2 separate regions of the Capsicum annuum genome follow, and region 2 is linked to region 1. A link is a contact called in public Hi-C data. All regions are on one chromosome and are shown on one strand. The core of a region is the stretch at or near the end of the contact, and the rest is flanking DNA. Distances in the headings are between cores, read along the strand shown. Region 1 holds the start of LOC107863651 (protein PHOTOPERIOD-INDEPENDENT EARLY FLOWERING 1). Region 2 has its middle 58 kb from the start of LOC124896695.

Region 1 (4,233 bases), core at 809-3,308:
AAAATAGGAGAATGTGTTTAAAAATTAAATTTACTTATTTCTTGGTAAAATTTGTATTTAGTGAAGAACCAGTATTTTTCACTGGTTAAAATCTAAAAAATAGGAAGGTCGGTTTAAATATTAAACTTACTTTTTTCTTGGTAAAAATTGTACCCAATGCAAAGAAAAAATAAATGTCTAACTGCCAAAACAACAAAAAGCAAATAAGATAGCAATTAGTGTGATGATAATAAAAATCCAATGGCCATTATGCCATTTCAGTTCATAAATGATAAGCAAATTACAGCCACATGCACTTAAAATAAACACAAAACAAAGAACAGCCTCTAGTTTGCAATTAGAAAGGAGACCTCAAATGACAAATTATGCGAGATGCTTTGACCACCCAAAGGTAAATATAAAATGGGCACTCCTCCAAAACCTACGCCTAAGGGATTGCAAATTTGTACCTTATCAAAACAAAACAACCAAAGAAAAAGTACAGGGTCTACAAGCCTTTAAAAAAGGTTCAGAGGAACTTTCCAACTTGACTTAGAAATATGTGTTCATTGTTCCTAGGTTGTATTATTAGGCATGTGCCTATTAAGGAGAGGAATTTCTGGTTTATGTCAACAACAAAGATGGTTACTGGTCCGTAATATCATAGATTTTTACTGGTTAAAAGATTTGTTCCATTAAGCTGAATGTCCACTAGTTAGGCGCATATCACGGGTTTATACCCTGTTCGGTTATAGACAAAAGACTGATATTTGAGTGGAGAAGGGTAGAGGGGCGGGGAAGGAGAGCCTTGGAGTAACTGATAAAGTTGTTGCCATGTGACCAAGAAATCACTGGTTCAAGCCTTGGAAACAGCCTCTGGCAGAAATGCAAGGTAAATCTGCTTACAATACACCCTTGTGGTGAGGCCCTTCCCCGAACACCGCGCATGGCGGTAGCTTTAGTGCACCAGGCTGCCCTTTTTTAAGGGTAGAGGGGCGGGCGCATTATCCAATTTTTAAGAAGATTAGACCTTTGTCCTACATGCTGCCTCGGTGTAAAAGAACAAAAGCCTTCTTCATAATGAGGAGGGGATGACATCCTCATCTCAAACCTCATCCATTATTCCTTTTCTTGAATGGGGTGAATCTTCGTCATCTTGAGATCAATGCAATTTACATAACGACCCAATACTCTAATTTCTCCTACAGGGTGTGGGAGCTTTCTTATGGTACTCCAGGATCATACATGCACAAAAGAAATCCTAATTCCTGGGAAGATTCAATGCAGGGAAACCCTATCTCAGGATGGTGCAAGATGCTATGTAGTCCACTGTGTTCAAAAGCGGCATTTAAAAAAGGAGAGGCACTAACTCTAAGGGGAAGACCTAGTGGTTAAAGAGTTGGGATGGCAACTTGAAAATCAAGTTTTGAGATTACACTAGGTTAATTCCTCTAATGTGCTTATGCACTGAAGACTAGCGCGTACATGTGGTAGCACGCAAGAAATGGATTAGTAGAGGTGCGATCAAGCTTCCAAGACACCATCATTGTCAGAAAAAACAAAAAACGAGGGCCAGAAACTTGTGACAGCTAATAGTTTACTCTCCATGACCTTTAGCCACTACCCTTTTTCACAACACAGATCAAGTATTTCACAAAAAAAAAGTACTACCTTTCTTGAAACTGAAAGCAGAAAGATCTTTCACTTTCTTCTTTGACCTCCCATACAAAAAAGGAGTTCGAATGCAAGATAAAAGCTCCCAAACAAAAAAGAGGATAGTCGCAGAAAAGGAAAAAAAATCGAATCCAACATACACATGCAAAGTGTAAATTTTTAAAAAGTAAAAAAAAAAGAGTTCTCAGCGGACGGGAAGCAAAGGGCTATGGGAGAAGAGGTAACGAAGTTTCGCCACTAACCTTTGTAGAAAAGAGTAGCAAATATCCGGATAAAAGGCTGAGCGAAGAGCGCCGGCGGAAAACAACCTCGGTGGCAATGGCAGCGGCGGAGCGAGAAAATTTCGCGACGAAGCTTTGATTAAAGGGAAAGTTCGGAATTGTGCTGAAACCAGATTTACCCCTTTTGCCTATTTATATGTTGGACACAAGTGTCATTTGAATAAGTTTATAGCTGGACTCCCCCACTCCCTTGCCCAAACCCCAAAGTAACGAGACTGTTCTGTATATTGTATTGTACTATGTATTATTGTTATGTTATTTCTATCTAACTATCTACTAGATGTTCACCGGCATGTGTCAACGTATATTATTTTTTTATCTTAATTTATATGATATAAATAAAATTTAGATAATTAATTATATTTTTAATAAATTTTTATATAATTAAGTTGTTAATTATTATAATTTATAATATTTTTTTGATATTACAATTTATTATTTTAAGTTGTTAACTATTGAAATTTATAATACTCTAATTGTCAAAAAATTTGTGGCATTAATAGTCAATTATAGTTTTAAAATAGTTTAAGTTTTTAATTATTTTGACTTATAATACTTTTTCTTCTATTCTAATTTAAGTAACACTGAGATAATTTTGAAAGTCAATCATATACCACGATTGAAGTAGTGAAGCAGACATGTCTTATATGAATCATAATAATTAATTAGAAGTGATATAGCAAAGTTGCTACAAAAAATACTTGTAAAAAAATTTAAGTGAGTCTCATATAAGATGTCAAGTTAATTTAAAACAACAAGAGTTAATTTGTGTCTATTTTTCTTTTTTATTCAATATTATCAAATTTTTAATACATGGATGAGTTATAATAATTAATTAGGTGTGATATAATAAAATTACGATTGAATCAGCTGAAACAGACATGTCATAAATGACTAATTTACTTTTTCTATTAAACATGATTAATTTTTTAATACGTAAGATCCAACCAAATATCACAATGTGGTGAATCAGACATGTATTAAATAAGTCATAATAACTAATTAGAAGTGATACAACAAAATTGCTATAAAAAATATTTGTGAAAAAACTTAAGTGGGCCTCATCTAAGATGTCAAGTAATTTAAAACATCAAGAGTTAATTTATTATTTTATTTTTTAATTAAATATTATTAATTTTTTAATACCTAGATGACTTATAATAATTAACTAGGGGTGATATATTAAAATTACGATTGAAACAGCTAAAGTAGATATGTCATAATTGTCTATTTTACCTTTCAAATATTATTATTTTTTAAATATGTGAATAACATATAATAATTATTTAAGGGTAATACAGTAAAATCATCGAAGAAGCAGGCACGTCGACGAAGAGGTGCCTGTTTCTTCGCGTTTCTAAATAGTAGTAATATATACTAGTTTAGGTGCATGTGTCTCGCGCGTGTACCTCGCTTTATTGAGTTCAAACGTTATACTAAATAGGATATTTATTTAAATAATAAAGATGAATACAATAATTAAATTCAACATCTTTTGGAGAATTTATTTAATTAAACATAGTAGCCGTTTGGCCATAAAAACTAAAAAATTTCGGAGTTGGAATCGTGTTTGGCATGTCTTTTTTGAATATTTTTTTTTTTACTTTTGAAAAAACTTTTTAAAATATGATTTTATGCCCCCACTTTTACAAACTATTAAAATCACCCAACTAAAATTTACCTACTAACAGAAAAATAACACAATTAATCACTTTTATAAAAATAATTACATATACATGGTCATATTTAATGAATCTCAATTATGACATATGTAATATTTACATTAATAGCCGTTTTCTCATATTTGAAAATTTTAAATATGGATGTTATATTAACAGATCATTGTTTCCTATTTTTTAGATAACAAATATTATCTTTCAAATAAATTTATTTTTTTAGGAATTTATTTAATTTATTTCCTTTATTTTCGTTCCTAAAAAATAGGAAATAGTGAGTTGTTATTAAATTATAGGGTGCCGCTAATTTATTTCTTTAATTTTCTTATACATGAAAGATTTTACTGTGTGTGAATAAATTATTAGAACCGGATCGCTTCACTGTCGCACTAGGTACCTTTACTATATGTTAGTTAACCTTAGTCATGAGTCAATCTTAAACCAAGTCCCAATTACGGCCCTTCATGCCACCTGGCTAATCGGCCTTTACAGGGACATCCGACATTAATACCAAGATTGGACTCATAATTGCAGCATCTTAACATACAGACCTCTGCAACAATAGAGGTTTACAATTCTTATTAATAACAAGATGCCATTTCATACATATAACATATTCTGTT
Region 2 (4,233 bases), core at 736-3,235, 66 kb after region 1:
GGGGTTCAACATCTAGAATATATAAATAAAAATTATTTTAACCATGTATTAATAATATAATTTTCCGTCGAAGGAGGTTCGTCCGAACCCCTCTTTAATAGGCTAGCTTTGCCTCTGCCAGAGCTTTGTATTGTGCCTTTATTTCCCTGAATAGGTTAATACTTTGTGAATCTCTGAATTGTGAATAAGTAGTGTGTGTGTGTATGTGTGTGTATGTATATATATATATATAGGAGTAAAATAATAACTTAGCGTATCTTTATTGGGTTATCGGTTTAACCGATAACCCAATAAGCTAAAACCAAAACCGAATCGTTTACCCAATAAATTTTTTTAGAAAACCAATAAAAAATTGTTAACTCAATAACCTAATACCAATAATCCAATAGTATTTTTATCGGTTTAATTTATCAGTCGGTTCGATTTTTGCACACCCCTAGTGGTGGTTGGGGAGTTTTCATTTTTTTAAAAAAAATTGAGGGGGGGGGGGGGGGGGGTGCGGGAGGTGGGGGGGGGGGGGGGGGGGGGGGGGGGGGGGGGGGGGGGGGGGGGGTGCAGAGATGGAGGCAGGGTGGGAGTAGATTTTTTTCCCTTTTACATTTCATTGAAAAATAATCTGATCGTTAAATTTTTTGTAAAGATAATATGATTTAATGTGCTCAATTGAGACATTTCAATATAAAACGATTAAAACTAATTTTTAATATTATCTGTGCGTTACATGGGTACGTATACTAGTTAATATATATATGCATAATATATGAAGGTGTCCTTTATCTTTAACTAAGGAAATTAATCGCGCTCTGTGTGGTGTTTACAAATTTATTATTTGACGTAAAAAAATAATTATTTTCTCTGATCAATTTTACATATATTTTAGATTTATTATGTAGCCGTAAAATTATAACTTATTATAATTATATTATGAAGAATGTTTTCATAAAATATAAGAAAATAAAATTTAATAATTTAACATTTATTAATGACGGATAGCATATTCCTTATCAATAAATTAAAAAAATTATCTAATAACAATTTTATTTCATTTCTATTGCACATTCAATGAAGTTGAGATTTTAATTTGAAATAATGAACTTTTTATCCTTTCCTGTCTAGAAATATTTCACAATGTGAAATAATGATAAATTACTACACAAATACAACATCAACTGAAACTTAAATTAAAAGAAAATTGAATAATGATATAATAATATCTTGATAAAATTTTTTGTCATTCTAAAATGAGGTTTTATCCTTTTTAATTTATTTATATATTCCTATTTAATAGAATCGTCATTTATTATATTTCGCTTTATCTCAGGTCATATCGTAAGAGTTTAAAAGAAGCATTAAATTCAGTACAAAAATTTTTACTAAAAAATAAGAAAAAAATAAGCTACTACTTAAAAGAAGGAAAATGAAAATCAGCAAAGAGATATTTTCATATAAAAAGAATTGAAATATAATGATAATGATTAAAAGAGAGTTTTGATGAATTTCCTACCTTCTTAAGAAATGTTTTATTATTTTCACCCCAATTAAGTAAGAATATGTTTTTCTTATTCTAATATGCATTTGCATTATTTTTCACTTGCAACCACATAAAATTTATAATGAGAAAACGAATTATCTTACCACTTAAATGCATTGATAAGCACACATAAAAAGAATTTTCTTTCAAAAAAGTAAATTAGTTATCAAAAAATAAGACAAAGCACTTACTGAAATATGCAATATACATACATGTCTAGTTATATTGAAAATTTTTTATTATATAATATAGTTTTATTCAAAATATTTTTTTATAAATTATGTCATATTCAAAAAAATTATATTTATTTTATTACAAATTTATGCAAGTATACAAGGAATTAAATAAAAATGATATAATGGTGGCAATATTGCCACATGGGAGGATAAGATTGCCACATGGGAGGATGAGATTGTGGCAGCTAATGTATTTAAACTAGGTGGCATCATTTCCTTGCCAAGTGCGAAACTCCTATTTTTAAATTGTAAGTAATAAATAGAATTAATCATTGATCAACTCATCACTTTCCTGTACAGCTTTCCTTTATAATCCTATTAGTAGATGCCGAAGGCCGTGCTGTTATGTTTTAATTTTAATTTATGTGACACAAATATAATTTAGATAATTAATTATAATTTTGATATATTTTAAGTATTTTAAGTTGTTGATTGTTGTAATTTATAATATGTATTTATATAATTTTTAAATAATATATATTATACTCTTTGTTCAAATTTTGTATTATTGATAGTTAATTATATTTTAACTATTTCAATTTAAGTGACATTAATATAATTTCGAGAGTCAATCAAATATTTTATATTTTTTATTTTTTATTAAGTTGTTAATTATTGTAATCATTAGTAATTTTTATGTATTTTTTTGAAATATATAACAGATTATTTTTTTAGATATTGTAAGCTGTTAAAATATTATAGTTTGTAATATTTTTTTTGTAATTTTCAAATAATATATGTTACTCTTTTTATCCAAACTTTGAGGCATTAATAATCAATTATATTATAAAAAAAATTTAAGTTTTTAATTACTGTGATTTATAATACTTTTTTTTCTATTTTAATTTAACTGATATTGATATAATTTTGAGAGTCAGCCAAATATTTTATACCTTCTAAATTTTTTAAGTTATTAATTATTGTGATTTACAGGAATGTTTGAAATACATAACAAATCAAAAGAAATAAGACAATTAAATTAAAGTGGATGGAAAAATGAAGGCAAGGGAAAGGACAAATGAAGTTGTGCCAAAACAGACAGATTGATCTTTAAATTTTTTCAAGCTGTTAATTATTGTGATTTATATTATTATTTTATGTATTTTTTGAAATATATAAAAAAATATCTTTTAGATATTTTAATTGTTAACTATTATAATATGTAATATTTTTTATGTAATTTTTAAATAATATATATTACTCTTCTTGTTCAAAATTTTGTTGCTTTCATAGTCAATTATACTTTTTAAATAGTTTAATTATTTAATTATTATGACACAATAGTTAGATGACCATAATAATTAATCAGTGATATCGTAAAATCACGGTTGAAGCAGCGAAACAGAGGTATCTTAAGTGACTTACAATAACTAATTAGAAGTGATATAGTGAAATTACTATAAAAAAATAATTGTGAAAAAAATATAAGTGAGCCTCTTATAAGACTTCAAGTTAATTTATGATTAAATATTATTAATTTTTTAATACTTAGATGACTTATGATAATTAATTAAGGACAATATAGTAAAATTACGGTTGAAACAGTTGAAGCGAACTTGTAATAAATATCTATTTTATTTTTTTACTAAAATATTATTAGTTTTTAATATATAAATAACATATAATAAGTAATTAGAGATAATATAGTAAAATTACGAAACAAACGACTAGATTGTCGACAAGGAGGACAAGCCGAAGCTGCTCAAACCCCCTCTTATATATTAGTAGAAATAGAAAAGAGATATAGCACCTTGACATTGACTTTTAACTTTAGGGATGTTCTTATTAAATTAAGGGGTAACTACATATCTTGGCAAACATAGACTCCTAATTACTCTATTTAGCCTAAATTTAAATTAATTATAATTCATAACCCCCTTTTGCCTAGTATTTATTCTTAATTACAATTTATGATCTCTCATGTATTTTCTCTGTATTTCTATTTTCTATTATTCTCTTTTTTGTTCCTTTGTTATTTTTTTTCTTCCTTTTTTGTATTTTTTTCTCTATTTTCTATTACTCTCCTTCTTTTTTTTTTTTGTATTTTTTCTCTTGTTTTTTCCTTTTCATTTTTCTCCTTTTTATTTGTGCGAACTAACAAATACAAATACAAGTACAAACTATAAATACAAATGCTAACTATAACATACAAATATAAATGCAAACTATAAGATACAAATACAAGTGCAAACTATAAAATACAAATACAAATGTGAACTATAACATACAAATACAAGTGCGAATTATCATTTATATTTTTTAATTATTGAAAAGGAACGATTGATTTTCTTTCTACGAATACTTGTTTGTATTTATTGATACGAGTTGTATTTGTAAAATCATTTGTCTCATTTGTTTGTAATTGTATTTGTATCAAGTGATATTTGTTTATTTACAAAGATGAATGATAATTTTGATATACAAATACAAAACTGCATATTTGTATTAAATAATACATTACATATT

Evidence for each region. Hi-C and Micro-C count contacts between places; a contact is called where the count stands out from the background.
Region 2: a contact with region 1 is called in a Hi-C map of leaf, with 1.9 times the contacts expected there. The contact joins the enhancer-like site here to the promoter of LOC107863651 in region 1. A contact is called at or near these places in 2 of 5 Hi-C or Micro-C datasets (leaf and placenta).

Annotation. Positions count from the first base shown.
Region 1 is chr3:97,683,922-97,688,154 of UCD10Xv1.1, forward strand. LOC107863651 (protein PHOTOPERIOD-INDEPENDENT EARLY FLOWERING 1) reads right to left here and starts at 2,059. Exons shown (of 21, transcript XM_047408192.1): 1 at 1,896-2,059.
Region 2 is chr3:97,750,471-97,754,703 of UCD10Xv1.1, forward strand. No RefSeq gene overlaps it. Among protein-coding and RNA genes, the nearest start is that of LOC124896695, 58 kb to the left of the region's middle. Within about 2 kb of position 1,986, at least 2 of the 5 cell types and tissues checked have an H3K27ac peak or open chromatin away from gene starts, as enhancers often do. A contact at or near this core is called in leaf, where this site is marked.